Linked DNA regions of Mus musculus: regions 2 and 3 are each linked to region 1. Evidence: chromatin contacts called from public HiChIP or PLAC-seq data. All regions are on one chromosome and are shown on one strand. Each heading gives the region's core, a stretch centred on a gene start, on an enhancer-like site or on the middle of the called end of the contact. The rest is flanking DNA. Distances are from core to core; before and after follow the strand shown.

Region 1 (5,046 bases), core at 1,697-4,196:
GTACATGCTCGGAGAGCTGCTTGGATTGGAAATGGAGATGCATTGCAAAAGAGCTTATTAAACCCAAAGTATCCAGCAGGCAAATGAACCCTTGCAAAGGGAAGAAAGTTCCGTTTCTTTCTCATTCTCTGCCTCAATGAACACACTGGTCACGTGATGTTCTGGAGCTGGCAAGCAACAGGCAGAAAGAGGTGATGGGTAAGTATTCGGGAATTTTGCAAACCAGTTTGGTTACTTGAGATTAGCCACGATAAGAATAATGACAGCAAGGAAATCGCAACTGATACGTTCATAACTTCTTTTTTTTTTCCCATCCCCCCCACCCCCGCCCCTTTCCTAGAGTTCTGGTTTATTGGCTCACCATCCCTCAAATCCCAAAATGCCTTTCATTTCCCTCCAAATTCATGACCCACCATCGCCAATGATCTGTTTGCTCTAAAACCACAATGTTCAAAAGAGAGCGCATCCTGTCCCCTCTTGGGTATGATCTTACTCTGTGTTCTGTATTTTTTGTTCATAACATGTCAGCTTTGTAGACAGCAGCATTCAAACCTCAGAATCACAGGTGGCACGTTACTTGCTAACAAACAAAGCAGAAAAAGAATGGTAGAAATTATTCAAGTGGCATTAATTTCTCAACACATTGTGTCAGCCCTTGTCATAAGCCTCCTGCACACCTTCCTAGAGCATCAACTGATAGAAAATACTGCTTCAGTTCTGGGAAGGGAAACCTTGAGTCCAAGAAGGGTATGTCACTCCCCAAATTATCACAGCTAAGACATCTTCCCGCTGTGACTTTAGGACACTTTATACAAACTGCACACTTAAACAATGTAACATAGTCCTATCCAATTAGTTGCCAAAACCTGCCACCTAAGACTGTACTCATGGTTTCTATGGAGATATTATTTACATGTAATGCAGTGTATGAATCGCAAATGTACCTTCACTGAGTGTTGAGCAATAGACTCCCTCAGTAACTCACAAACTTGTCAGGGTAAAGAACACTTCCAAGTGCTTATCCAGTCAGTGTTCCTCATTGCAGTCAGCATAGGGCTGCTGTAACAGAATCCACAAGTCGTGTGACAAAGATACCTACTCCTCACGATTCTTGAGTCTGATAAGTCCAAGATCCAAGTGGCAGCAGACATAGTGATCCAAATGCTCACCTTCGTACTGTGTCCTCACAGTGGGAGGAGGAGGGCAGATCTCTGAAATAAAGGGCACTGACCTCAAAGAGGAGATCTCTGTCCTCTTGACTATTCTCTAGTGGCTGGTCTCCATCAAGTGTTGTCACAGGGAATTGAGATGACAGCATATGAGTGGGGGCCACCAGCTGAATGTGAAGACCACTGCAGATGCCTGCAGTTTGCTTCATCGTGGGTAAGTTTCTGTCAACTCTAGAAGCTGGTACAAAAGAAAACATGTAGAAGACTCCCTTGTGGAAAGTCTTTTTAACCCTGTACTTTGAGGGTAGTTCTCCAGCGCAGGTTAGATTCCACTATACAGGTAACCGAATGTGTGTCCACTTTCTATTCATGGGCATCCCAGCCCATGACGAGGATGCTATAGACATGTACAAGTTTTCTTAATAGATGTTTTCATTCCTTCTGGATAAGATCTAAAAGTATAAATACCAAAGACTTGGGTGAGGCGCATGCATACCAGAATAAATCTCATCATGCTTTCTCATTTCATATTTTCACTCACAATATGTTATAACTCTATCATTCTAGCAAGTATATATTAATAACACATTGGTTTTAATTTGTATTTTTTTTTGATATATGTAAACGTAGACATTGGAGAAAACACAGGAGTGTATCTCAGTAACTTTACAACAAGGCTCAGAAAGCATTAGATATCAAAAACACAAAACAAACAAAAAGAAACCAGGTACGGTGGTACACATTTTTAACCTTAGCACTCAGGCATCAGGGGCAGGCAGGTATCTGTGACTTTGACGTCAGCCTGCTCTATCCAGTGAGAGTTACATAGTAAGACCCTGTGTCAACAAAGGAAAAAGAAGAGAAAACAAAAGGCAGAGTATGAGGAGGTGACTTAGTGGGTAAAAGAGAAGGCAGGCCAGCATGAGGAACTGAGTTCAGACCTCTAAAGCCTACCTAAGAGGAAGACTCAGTTGTGTGCCTGTTCATCCATCAGGAAACAGGAATCAGAGACTGGAGGAATTCTAGATGTTCACAGGCCAGCCAGTCAAAGAGCAGAACCATCACTGAGGTTGTCCTCTGACCTCCACATGCACACTCACACACACACACACACACACACACACACACACACACACACACACACAGAGGCTATATGAAAAAATGTCTATAATTAAACAATCAAATCCAATGGGGAAAGCCTGAACAAAATGTTTACACAGGCCCTTCACCAATGAACACAGTGGCCACGAAGCACATGGCAAATCTGTGTGACCCTCCTTCCTTCCCCCCGTAGGAGAAATCATCTTTTATTTTTACTACTGTTTTTACACACATAGTTTCCCACCCGAACTCTACACAACTTGGAAGCAGAGAGTATGTTGAAGGCATCTTTGGTTACCTCACTTGAGACATTCTCAAGTAGTTTCAAATGGTTGACCCAATGAAATAAAAACATGTATGGTAAGACCTGAATAAGGCCATTAATATTATAAATAAATAAAACAGTAACAAGAACATTTCCTACAGATGATGGGGGGAAAAATGCCAAGAAATAAAAGCCTTAAGAGGGAGAAAGAGGAGTCCTCAAGGTTGGGTGAAATTACTGTCAAGATATGATATAAAATACAAGAGGAAACAGGGTTTATAAAACAAAATAACAAAGATACTGTTAAAGAAAGCTTCCAAAAATAAGACATATGCTCTCTTCATGGGCAACCTATCTCTGTGTGGGTAATTTTGCGTCTCTGAAAGCCCAGGGGAAAACTATCAGACCAAAACAGGAAGCTGTGCATGTGCTACAGAGCGGAAGTCACTATAGCATGAGTCTCTGTGTACCCTGATGTGCATCCTTCCTTCCAGAAAGCTCAGATTCCTTGTCAGAAATGACACCCAGAAAGCACAGATGGCATCATGCCTGCCTCACTACGTGTTTTGGGTACCCATGACATCATCTTGGAATTCCCAGCATACCACCATCTGAGCCTCACAAGGCATGTAGCCTCTGAAAAGAAAAGTTGTTCTGCAAGGCTCCTGTGAAACCTGCTCATGGTTCATGAGCCACAGTTTAGTGTAACTATAACGAATTTTCTAGAACTAGAGTCTTACTCCAGGCATCTTCACAATTACTTGAAAATAGGAATGCCTATTTGGTTTTCAAAAGATGAGCTCAAGCTAGTTCTGTCCCTCTGGAAGAGACCTGAACATGTCCCAGGTCATCTCATTTCTGTCCCAATCTCCAAACTATTTTGTGAAAGTCACTTGATTCTTGGGTCAAAGCAAGGTTTTCTTTTCCTTCTTTTCTTTCTTTCCTTCTTTCTTTGTTCCTTTCTTCCTTTCTTTCTCTCTCTCTTCTCTTTCTTTCTTTCTTTCTTTCTTTCTCTCTTTCTCTCTTTCTCTCTCTTTCTCTCTCTCTCTCTCTTTCTTTCTTTCTTTCTTTCTTTCTTTCTCTCTTTCTTTCTAATATTTTTTGGAGGGTGAGAACTTTGAGACAGGGTCTCACTATTTACCCCTGACTGTCCTGGAACTCACTGTGTAGATCAGGCTGGCCTCAAACTCACAGAGATCCACCTACCTCTGCCTGCTGAGTGCTGGGATTAATAAGGCATACCATCACCACCTGGCTAAAAAATCACATATTCCAGGCTGGCCTTGAACTCCTGATCCTATTGCATTCAGCAAATCCTACCACCCTGCACCACCACAGCTGAAAACTTTTTTTAATTAAAACATTTTTCATATGATATATTTTGATGGTGTTTCCCCCTCCCTCAATTTCTCCCCTCCCAACTTTGCATTCCTTATCTCTTTCTCCTTTTAAAATAAGCAAACAAAACCAAAAGAAATTCACATGTACAAAAAAAATCCTCACAAAATAGAAATTAAAATAAGCAAACAAAAGACTGATAAGACAAAAAAAAAAGTCCAAGTAAAGCAAAATGAGACAAAAATACCACTGTGTTCCTCGAGTATTGGTGATCTATTGCTGGGCATTCTTTCTTAATAAAGACACAGAAATCATGGCTTTGAACCAGGAAAATTCTGACCAGAATAAGCAAGTTTCTTGACTGTCTTTTTAAGATCTTCAGGGGAAGAGAACACAATCTTTCTGAATATATCACATATGGGGACCAAAGAAGTGAAGCAGAGTGTTAGTGGCCATTCACACTGGGGTTCCTGCAGGTCCAGAGAATAAAAACACAGTTTAGACACACAGCAAAGAGATAAAGGACTTAGAAGAGCCTTTAAAAACGACAGTTTCATACAGGAAATCTATGTGGTGAAAAGGAAAACTGATTCCATAAGTTGTCCTCTGACTTCCACGAGTATGCATATACTCTGGTATGTATGCAATATATAAATCACTAACTATGAAAAACATGATACTCTAGAGACTATGCTGCACTTATAGGCAAAATGTATATCTGTGTGAATTTATATGTGAGTATATGTATGCCAGTGTGTGTGAATAAGTGAGTGTGTGAGTATATGTGTGTGAATGTGTATGTTTGAGTGTGTGTGTGTGTGTGTGTGTGTGTGTGTAAATTTGTATGTGAGTGTTGTGTGTCAATGTGTGTATAAATGAGTATGTGAGTGTCTGTGTGTGAATGTGTATGTTTGGGCGTGTGTGTATAAGACTTTGTGTGTGTGTGTGTGTGTGTGTGTGTGTGTGTGTGTGTGTGTGTATGTTTTCATGGAGCTATCAATGACTAGTGGTCACAACCGGAGGCCATAGCTACAGTGCCAAGGAAACCTTGAAGTCTGATTTGTAGTGAAACTAACCTGAAAATCTTCTATGTAAAGGGATGAAGCCAGTTGGCTTATAAATAGGTATAATTCATATACACACTCATTAATAATTTAAACCTCAGATAAAAAA
Region 2 (5,046 bases), core at 1,733-4,232, 910 kb after region 1:
ATTTTTTGTCTTTTGATTTAAATTCAACAAGTTCCACCTTGATGCTTGTTATTTATTATTGTCTACTTCTTTTGGGGTTGTCTTGTTCTTCTTATTCCAATTCCTTAACATTCCCCATCATAAAACACCTTTAATTATTTTTTTTAATTGTATACACTTAGAGCTATACAGCTCACTCCAAGGACTGACTACCTTCATTATAGCCCATAGATATGGACATGTGTTTTCATATCATTTAATTGTAGGAACTTTTAAATTTCCTTCTCAATATCCTACAGTGAGTCATTCTTTTTTTTTTTTTTTTTTCAGACTACAGTATTTCTGCCCATGTCATCTGTGAGAGTGGCTTCAACCAGCTTTACTGTGCAAAGTTTTTCTTTCAATTTCTATTACAACAGTGAGTTAGAGTGGGTTTGATATGGTCTAGGGATCTTGATTACATTAGCTCTTTCTGCCAATTAAAGAATTAAAAGGGAAGAAAAATCTTAAGCCCAACATGTAATAATAGAGGATTCTCCAGTACCTCAGAGAGAAACAGCAATTGAAGAAAATTGATTATTGTAGGTGAGGAAACCCAGTAAGGACACAGAGAAAAAGACCTTCTACAAATCAGAGAAGGAACTAAAACATCGCCTGCACCCCCAAATCAGTCTTTCTGGAGCTGGGATTTTTAGATCTCCAAAGTGTTTCCTTCCCCTAACTTAAGGTTGAACAGTTTGAAGAAAGCTAGAATCATTGATTGACACAGAACTCTTGTATCATATTTCCTAAGCAGGCCTTGAACTTGTTTAGCCAGTTCATCAGCAGCTAGTGTGTAACAAAAGATTGCAAAGCCTTTGTTTTAAGCTTTCAGGCTTTTGTCTCAAGTCAGAAGGGTGAGGAAGAAGCTGGCCATCTCGGAATTCTCCTACCCAGGCATGGCCCCCTCCCTACATGTCTGCTAACTAGGTAGTCTGTCTACCTCCTAGTCCTTCTATGCTTTGGGTATGACTTAGTCCTTTTCTTTTATAGCTTTTACTATACTTTTTTTGTTGTTGTTGTTCCATATATTTAATGTTTTAGCTGTAACATTTTTATTATACTTGGGCTCACAACTTGTGCTCCAAGTCAGATCTGCCCACCCATCTTCAATAAGTCAACTTTAAAAAGCCATATTAAATATGGAATTCATGAAAGGAGATTTATTCACTGTGGCCACATTGGGAAGAGGGACAAAAATCTAGAAAATGTTTCAAGTTTGTCTTCAGTGTCCTGAAGGGAGATCACATTTAAAGAGAGGACCAAGGATATGCACAAGTAAGCAGTCCCACTCAGGGTGTGCTCCATCCACCACTATCGGATCCCCAGTCTCACCCTATTGGGTGATCTACAGGTTGTTAGGGTTGTGAGAAAACTCTTTCCTGGAAACAAAGGTCCTCTTTTGGTTGCTGCCTTTTCCTTTATGTAACATTAAATTTCCTGAGAAAATTCCAATTTGTTTGAGGCCCATTGTTTCAGTAGTCTTGATAGTCAAGTTGACTCAAGCGTCTCTTTAAGATATCTCCATTTCTGTTAGACTGGTTACAGTTTCCTACTTTCTGTCTTAGCATCTCACTCTTGAGGTGCAACATGTCTATATTGGAAACAAATATAATGCAAATAGGGAGTAAAATTAGAACATGTTTTCTTAATGTGGGGCAGCAATGCATGCAACCCATTTTCATAAGCTCTTGGTCTTTTGTTACTTTTAGAAAGGTTGGCTCAGGCAGTTTCATCTTGTTGTTTTGAGAGGGTCTTTTCAAAATGCCTAGGCTGGCCACAAATTTATGAACCTCTTCTTTTAGCTTTACAACTCACAGGAAAGCACACCATGACTTCTGTGACTTTATATCAGTTCTTCCAACAATCCCCCCCCCCCCAAGCCCCTTGCTTCTGAATAGTATTTTCTGAAGACAAAGTCTAGTGCTTTGTTTTCCATAGTCCTTCAATGCTGGGGAATGATCACCCTGGTTGGTCTGGTTTGATCCCATGTTTGGAGATATAAGTCAGGGAGTTCATGCCAATAAACCCTTTATACCCAAGCTAAGCATATGGTGTACTGAAGAAATGACCTTTAGGTCAGACATGCGAAATCCATTCTGTTTGTGCTATGGGTAATATCCTAGCATCTCAAAAATGTCATTCGGGTTCCTTATCAGAAGCTATACTTCTCTAGTTATATTCTGTAGAATGTTATAAGGCTTTTCACTACCATAGCTACCAAATCATACACAATTGTAAGCCATAAGTCTTTTACAAAAACATAACCAGTACTAAAACTACTATAAACCCTGTAAACAGTGTGGTCAGGATCTGCCTGCAATCATCCACATTTGCCTATATGTATAGTTAAAGAGCCTATAGTTAAAGATTCTGAAACAGAATGGTTTTAAGTCTTCCAGTTATACAAGTCACTGATAGAGAAGGAGACATAAACCATGAATGAGTGGAACTTCCACCCCAGTCACTACTCACATTACTCAGATTACCCCAGTGTGACTAGAACACTTTACAGGGCACACAGAGCTGCTTAAGCCTCTAGGATTAGACTGCAGGGGTTCTCTTGGATGAGAGGCTGGGCTGTTGCCCTCTTCCACACAGGGAACAGGACCTTTTTTCACCTAGAGCAGTATTCACCTAAGTAAGACAGAACCAAACAGTCAGGAAGAGATAGATCAATTTCTTCTAGAATGGCTGAGAGAACAGGCAGAGGTTTTGACTTCCTCTGAGTGCCCTGGCCAAGACAAATGTAATTTAGAGTCAATACCACAAGAGCACAGGTTGTAAGCCAGAATGGAAGTACTTTTTACAAGAGAACGATTGTTTACTACAGGGAAACTGGTGGCTGCAACACTTGGGAGCTGCTGGTGTAATCATAGCAAAAGGCAGTAGCCAGCTGCTGTGCAGCCACTTTCACCCCTGGAAAGCAGGATATTGCAGCATGGGTGGTCAGCCCACTGTGGCCTGTGAGCCTTCAGGAAGTCATGTGCTGTCTCAGAGATAGTAATGGCTACAGTCTTGCAATGACTCACTACTTCCCCATTTTAGATCTGTTTCTCCAACCAATATAACTGACAAAAACACACAAAGTGAAATAGACACACATCTCTCATACTGAGAGACACATAGTAAAGTCAGCCAGGGGTGGCTACCATACACTCATGTATCTGAACAGGCCAGGTGAGTTCTGTGATGCAGAATCTATGCTCCTGTATGTCTTCTCCTCTTGTGTCCTACCTAGATGTCACCTCCTGCAGATGACACTTAACCTTTGGAGTCATCCGAATCAGATGACTTTTGTCTTTTGGGGAACTGGATTCAGATGCTTCTAGAGTACTAGACAGTGATTGTTGGGAGAGGTTTTCCCCAGCGCCTGGGATAAATCAAGGTACATACCCTCTAGGACTCCTCTATAGCCAGAGTATTCCTTCCTACTCCTGTGGGTACCATCAGTTTTGGGATCCAGTCTCTAAGGCTCTCACTGGGGCATGGGCACAACCTGAACCTCTAAAATGCTTCAGGGAGTCCACCAGTTATGTCATAGCCCACAGTCAGTTAAAAGTCAATTCCTGTTAGTTGGGAGTACACTTAGATATTCTGTACCTAAATGTAGTATCGGACATTTAGATCAAAGTGCTTTTAAAGGCAAAACCCTATCCTGTATCTCATCTGGCAGTTATAGGTGGATATTTTGTGCAAGCAAGCAGTTTGGCAGAAGCTATAATACACAATAAACTGGAGTTTTAATAAAACAATAAATAACGTTTTGCTCAAGCAGGTAGTGTAACAGAAGCCCAGATAAATTAGCTGGGGCATCTTGACCTTAGTTTTTTAGAATCATTTAAGTAATTTTCCACAGGTTTCTCCATCAAAGAGATCAAATTATAGTTAAATCTGAAATGGACTCAGCAAGAATACAAGGTAGAGGAAACTCTGTACTATCTTGCCCTTTTATAGTAGGAAAGGCCTGTATTGAGGCAGCCTAATGAAACTCCTTATTCAAATATATTTTTCTTGCTTTCTGTTTTCTGTAAGATCAGTTCTAGAAGTGTTTAACAATTGCCTTGCCATTGAATTTTAAAATCCTAGGAAAGTTAACACATTGGTCCAGTTGCATGAATGCAAACTTGAATTAGAAAATGCATTTATTAATTAGGGCATACTTAACATTTTTCTAGATACCTTCTAATTTGTTAGTTTGTATAAAATCAATAACCAATTACTTTGATATCTGTTATGGTGTGTAGTAATAGTTAAATTTGATAATTAGTTTGTCATAGATTTTAAAATATAATAATATAATAATTTTTAATTTTCATTATTATCAAGTTTGTCATTTCTGTTAATAATTATGCATTATAAAATGGTAAATGCAAGTAATTATAGGTTTCAAATTTTATAAGCTATTTTTAAAGTAACAATTCTTTAATAGAAAATACATTTTACAAATTATATATACTTTCTGATTCATTACTTCTTGGAATTTTGAAGGACTCATAATTTTTTTAATTGAGTATGAAGGTTCCAGTGAGTTTGATTTATAGTGATAGATGTTTTGTAATATTAATGATATGCTTGAAAACATTTATCTTGGATTTTTTGTATGAACTTTGAAACTTTAGATTCAAAATTCTTTTAATATTGAATGAATGTATTCAATTATCAACTAAAAAACATGAATGAGATTAGTTACCATTGTTAACAAATGGCAGTTAATACCCTGCAAATAGTTTCTATTTGAATTTTTTAGATACAACAAAAAAGATATTAACTCCCTATAGTGTTTCAGTTAATGGATGTCTTTTCATTTTTATTAAGTTTTGCACACCCATTATTAATACTGTCTTAAGGAACCAAAAAAAAAAAAAAACCAAACCAACTTTTCTTAAGACAAAATGGTGTTAGTCATCCAAAGTTTTAATAAAATTCTTACTTGTATTTTTTTTTTTTAGACTGTATTTATAGATTGTCACTTGATGAATCAGTCTTGTCTAAACAGGGAGAACTTGTAGTGAAATTTCAAGTGTA
Region 3 (5,046 bases), core at 1,439-3,938, 560 kb before region 1:
TACTTGAGTGTGGGACAGTAAGAAAACAGTCTTAGATCTTTCTGTGACTTGATTGTCCCTTCTATTCATAAGGCTAAGACAAAGCTGTAGCACCTTTGTAATGATAGAGTACCATAAACCCATGACTTCCAACGTCTTCAGATCATTACATTATCAGGAGTCTCATTCACCACAGAGAAGATGGAGCACGGAAGCAGCCAGACAAGAGAATACCAGTATGAAATGCATACTTTTCTCTTCATATATAAACCCAAGATTATGATCTTACATCAACATTCTGGAAACTTCATGGGGGATTGAAAGATGAGCAGGGAAAGTTCTGCCTTCCTTTTGGACTTGCCTTCATCTCCAGCTTGATTGATGGAAGCAGCTCAACTCTACCTCTTAGTACATTTAATCCTTTCTCTATTCCCATAAGAAATTATTGGTCTAGGGGGAGAAAATTAACTCCTGTTTAAATCATACTACTTTCTGTTAGATTTGGGTTTGTTTGGTCAATTGACATTTGTGGAGTGCTGCTTAAAAGCAAGTGGTAAGAATTCTTGACCCCATGGGAGTTACAACCTGGAGACAGGGAACATGATAAAAAAGCAATCAAATTTAAAATACGGCAGATGAAAATCAAACAATGCCTAATGAGAGCTAATGACAGCACTGTTCATGCATGTATGGGAAATCAAGGAAGTCTCTTAGAAGAGGTGAATGTGACCAGCTCCTGAAGGACAGACAGGCCACTCTGAGCTCCAGTGGACTTGTGCTCAGAAACATATGCTCAGTTGCTCCAATCACATCAAGGCACGACACAAGGGAGGTGAACCTGCCATTTTCCAAAAGCTTAGAAGGCAATAAAAAAAGACTTCTTTTTTACTCTCCGTGAGATTTTGTTCCATGTTTTTCTGTTGTTAAAAATATCCTTTATTAAATCATTGGCTAAACAATCAGTTTCTGAACTGTCTCTAAACTCCATGTGACAAAATAAGAGCTAGAAACTATCTATTCATCTAAGCCCTGAATATTTCACTTAAAATTTGAATGAATTGTTACATCTAAAACTTAGGTCCCTTCAGTTTACACTTTTCCTCTTTCCTTATTTGTTTTTGCTAACTTCCAAGGGCTTCTGTGATCCTTTAAGAGAAAGAAAATGAAGAGCCAGATGGATTTTTGTTGGTTATTATTCTTGTGCAAATGAATTAGATTGCTAATCTCTTGGGGGGGGGGGAGTCAGGGAGAGAGACAGAGACAGAGGGATAGCGACTGAGACTTAGGTAGAGGCAGAGACAGATAAGAAGGGCAAAGTAGAGAGAGACACTGGGTTTGAGGATGGGTTTCCTGCAGAAGTCAGATGATACTAATTAATTTTTTTTAAATGTCCACAAGCTGCTGAGAAGCATGTGCTACGGGGAAACTGCTATAGCCATGCGCCATTCAAACCTGGGTTGTTCTATTGAACAAACAGGCAGAACAAAAGGGAAAGGAATCAGGGGATTGGGCATGGACTCTTTGGGGAGCTTTCGGCCAGGCACCTATTACCTGACAAAGAAACCACATGGAGGACACCTCCCAAGAAACAGTGAAGAAAAGGGAGGGGGAGCTGCTGAAAGCAATGACAGGAAGCCTTAGTTGTTTTGAAGTCCGCTACTTGGAGAAAAGCAAGCCATTCTTTTTAATATTGAAGTTTGGGCTAACTTAAACTGAAGTAGCCCTATTCTCTACTGACCTAGCTGTGCTTCTGACATGACTCATATTGCAAGTGAATGTGAGAGCATCAGAAAGCTTTGTTTGCCCTCAAGAGAAAAAGTAGTATATGAGCAATTACACCTGCATTTGTCTGCGAAATGGGTCAGTAGGTCAGTGTGTCTGCTGCTAAGACTGAGGGTCTGGATTCTGTCCCCGGGATGCATAGAGCAGAGGGAGAAGAATTGACTCCTAAAGCGGTCCTCTGACTTTAACATACATATCCTGGCACAGATGTGCATGCGCATGTTTTACATACGTTACATGTTCATAGGTACAATTAAAAAATAATAATTACTAAAGCTCTGTAGTCTTGATTCCTGGCAACTGACAATGTTGTCCAGGATTGGCAAGACTGCTTCCATTTCTACCCTGAATATTGTTTACCATGTAAAACTTCCAAACAAACTGTGAGGTAAATAAGAATTGTGGCCTGGAAATGCCTTGACAAATACAAAAGCTTTCATTCCTTAAATGGGATCCCTAGAACAGCATTGAGAGAGAATGTTTCTATACCTAGAATTGTATTACACACACACACACACACACACACACACACACACACACTCACACACACACACACACACACACACACACACACACACACATTGCATTCATCTTGTTGCACGGACAGCTACAATTTTTCCTTGATATTTAAAGTCTCATGTATGCAAGAGCAGATTCCTGTCAATGTCGCAGTAGCTTACTTCTCCATTGAATATGATCTTAAAGAGGGGAAAGTCTGTTTAAAGGGGCATCTTCTGGCAGTCGCCACTCTAAGCATGGTTCAACACCGTGAGGACCTGTGCGGGGGCTTTGACAGATGCTACATTAGACCAAGTGTTGTCCCATCAGGAAGTCAGATCGAATAAGTCTATTTGAGAATGGATGAAAGGGGCATGGGAGGCCCATCTGCGAGTAACTGGTCGTGTTGTAGGCTCTTACCCTCAAAGATGAAAATGCCTAAACGAATGAGCACAGTCTAGACTTAATTCTACACCAGAAATGCTCCCTCAGGAGATTATGAATGCTTTGACTTATGGAGTCTAAATACACTTCTGAACCCTATAATGAGAGCCAGACAGCCTTTCCCCCAAATACTCATTAACAACTTCAATTTTTTTTCCCTAAAATACGGACACTACGCTGTTCCAAAGGAAGATTTTTCTCTGCATAAGAGCAATGATGAGCACAGAACAGCTGGGTTCCGCTGTCTCCTCAATCTACAAAGCTTACACCATGCTAAAAATAGGACCAGTGACTGGAACCTGAAGGAAGGGTCTCCAAACCAGGTGCCAGTAGGTATACAGCAGGTTGCACAAAAGTCTAAGCATCAGGAGAGACTTTTCACCGCTCTCGATTTCCTGAACAGCAGTCCTGAAGCCTGGCCACAAGAGGGAACCATTGTTCAAATGTTGGAATCATTTTTTTTTCTTCCCCCTCCCCTCCCCGAGGAACTCAGCCAGCTCAAATCCCTCTTTAATGTAAGAACCTGATCAAAAGGCTTGAACAAAAAAGTAGAGACAGATGTGATCACGGACACAGTTCTATTTTGGATGGCTGAATGATCAGCTTTTAAATACCTGAGTAACCAAAGGTCTGTCATCCAGTAACAGAAACCAGAGAGGCAAGGCCTTGTACTGACAATAGAACGTCGGGCCTTTATTTTATTTCTTTCATTGGTTCTACTTTGTCTGAGCTGAGGAAAACTTTTAAAACCAAACAGCAAATATTAGAATGTAAGGAAACAAACAGAAATGCAGACTTTTAAGCTCAAGATTGTCTCCCGTCTGTAGCAAGTGATAATGCTGATCAGAAACGGGAGAAGGGCGCATGTGTCCTAAGGAGTTCTTGCTTGCAGCCCCGTGAAACAGCGCGACTGGCAAAATGCAGACTAATACGATAGAAGGCATACAGGATGGCTTCCTGGAGGTCGTGTGCCACCAGGCTGGCACAAATCCAGTTTCCCAACCAGAAGAAGGGCAGAATAAACTGGAACGTGCTTGATGCCAGTCGGGCTTTCATAGGAAAACAGATGACGGCTAAGATTATTAATCTTGACAGTTTCCTGATTTATTGGGATGTTGTCATCTTCTCCTTTTGTATAATTTGCCAAATGATCATAGTATTAGACTTAAGGAGGCAGCACCCAGGGCCCCCTTCTTTGGCATTTGCTTCAACAGTAAAACATGAAGGCTTGTTTTGAGGCAAAGGTGGACAAATTGAATTTTCACAGATGTATTATCATTTGAGAAATACCAAGTCATGTTTTATTGTGACTTTTGATGTAAAGATAGCTTTATATGTATTAATTATAGAAAACTGCTCCATTTATTTAATAAATATCAGGCCAAAGGTAAGAAATTTAAAATCGAGGTCTCTAGCAATCAAAAGCAAATGTTACTGCTTAGACTAGGATACTGATAAACAAAGAAAATAATCAGAAAATAGCAGCTAGGTTTAAAAGCCATTCCTCTGCACAGTGATTTCCCAACAAAACAACAACCTGCATGGGAATTCTTTCTTTGAATTGCTCATGTAAAATCACAGAAATAATTTTGAGCTACTTCACCATAGATTCAAAATAAGGAATCATTTGACACATTTTATAAGTGGTTGCCTTCACCAAAGTATTTTTTTATATTCTATTTTTTGTAATCCCTTGCATTTAAAATAGCAACAACAGAAATTAATCTTCAGTTTTTAAAAAGGAATTACAATTAAAGATATTTCCAACTAAAAAGAGACGTTATCCCCAAAACAGGTTTAGCAAACTATAAAATCTCTAAACTTAAAATGCTATAATTGAACCCCCTCCTCTTTTATTAAGAAAAGCCATGTCTGCACCTATGCTTTGAGACATATTATGCAATAAACAGCAATCAGCCTAAAGATGCCATATCAAACAAACCAAGTTTTGTTTTGCTAAACTAAGCAAAATTAGTTGAATGCCCTAAGTAATAGTTGCTGGTATTTTTTTTTCTAAATTATTTCTCCACTTGTTTTTGTGTCTATGCATAAATTAAAAATCTGCTGAAATTTATTATTCATCGGAGATGTAATTAATATGCAAAATTATGCAAATTAAGATGCAATTAGGCTTCAATTCTCTAGTGGAATTTTCCATTATAATTTAATACAAAGTAATAGAGTAATTGGTGTCACGTGTAATTACGGTTACTCACGTGTACTTGCAGACGTGCAAATGATGTGGTATATGTTAGTTACCCTATGCAAATGGATCACACAATCTCTTAATACTTGGGAATGAAGTAAACAAAGATGGTCTTCAAAAAAAAAAAGGGTGAGAGG

The links. HiChIP or PLAC-seq counts read pairs in DNA pulled down with a chosen protein or histone mark.
Region 2: an H3K27ac HiChIP or PLAC-seq map of large pre-B cells shows a contact between it and region 1, with 6 times the contacts expected there. The contact joins two enhancer-like sites. A contact is called at or near these places in 1 of 484 Hi-C or Micro-C datasets (the HPC-7 cell line) and 1 of 115 datasets of contacts at active chromatin or transcription factors (large pre-B cells).
Region 3: a contact with region 1 is called in an H3K27ac HiChIP or PLAC-seq map of double positive thymocytes, with 9 times the contacts expected there. The contact joins two enhancer-like sites. A contact is called at or near these places in 2 of 15 datasets of contacts at CTCF or cohesin (large pre-B cells and pro-B cells), 7 of 484 Hi-C or Micro-C datasets (CD4 T cells, CD8 T cells, Th1 cells and 1 more), 6 of 115 datasets of contacts at active chromatin or transcription factors (CD8 T cells, astrocytes, double positive thymocytes and 3 more) and 1 of 9 other capture datasets (embryonic trunk).

What each region holds. Positions count from the first base shown.
Region 1 is chr17:51,902,066-51,907,111 of GRCm38.p6, reverse strand. Gm20098 (predicted gene, 20098) reads right to left here. Exons shown (of 3, transcript NR_045095.1): 2 at 1,232-1,621. Among named protein-coding and RNA genes, the nearest start is that of Gm20098, 22 kb to the right of the region's middle. Within about 2 kb of position 2,946, at least 50 of the 459 cell types and tissues checked have an H3K27ac peak or open chromatin away from gene starts, as enhancers often do. A contact at or near this core is called in CD8 T cells, the HPC-7 cell line, Th1 cells and 2 more, where this site is marked.
Region 2 is chr17:50,991,752-50,996,797 of GRCm38.p6, reverse strand. All of the region lies in intron 3 of Tbc1d5 (TBC1 domain family, member 5), which reads left to right. Among named protein-coding and RNA genes, the nearest start is that of Gm31083, 110 kb to the right of the region's middle. Within about 2 kb of position 2,982, at least 121 of the 459 cell types and tissues checked have an H3K27ac peak or open chromatin away from gene starts, as enhancers often do. A contact at or near this core is called in the HPC-7 cell line, where this site is marked.
Region 3 is chr17:52,460,058-52,465,103 of GRCm38.p6, reverse strand. No RefSeq gene overlaps it. Among named protein-coding and RNA genes, the nearest start is that of Gm27217, 140 kb to the left of the region's middle. Within about 2 kb of position 2,688, at least 29 of the 459 cell types and tissues checked have an H3K27ac peak or open chromatin away from gene starts, as enhancers often do. A contact at or near this core is called in CD8 T cells, Th1 cells, double positive thymocytes and 1 more, where this site is marked.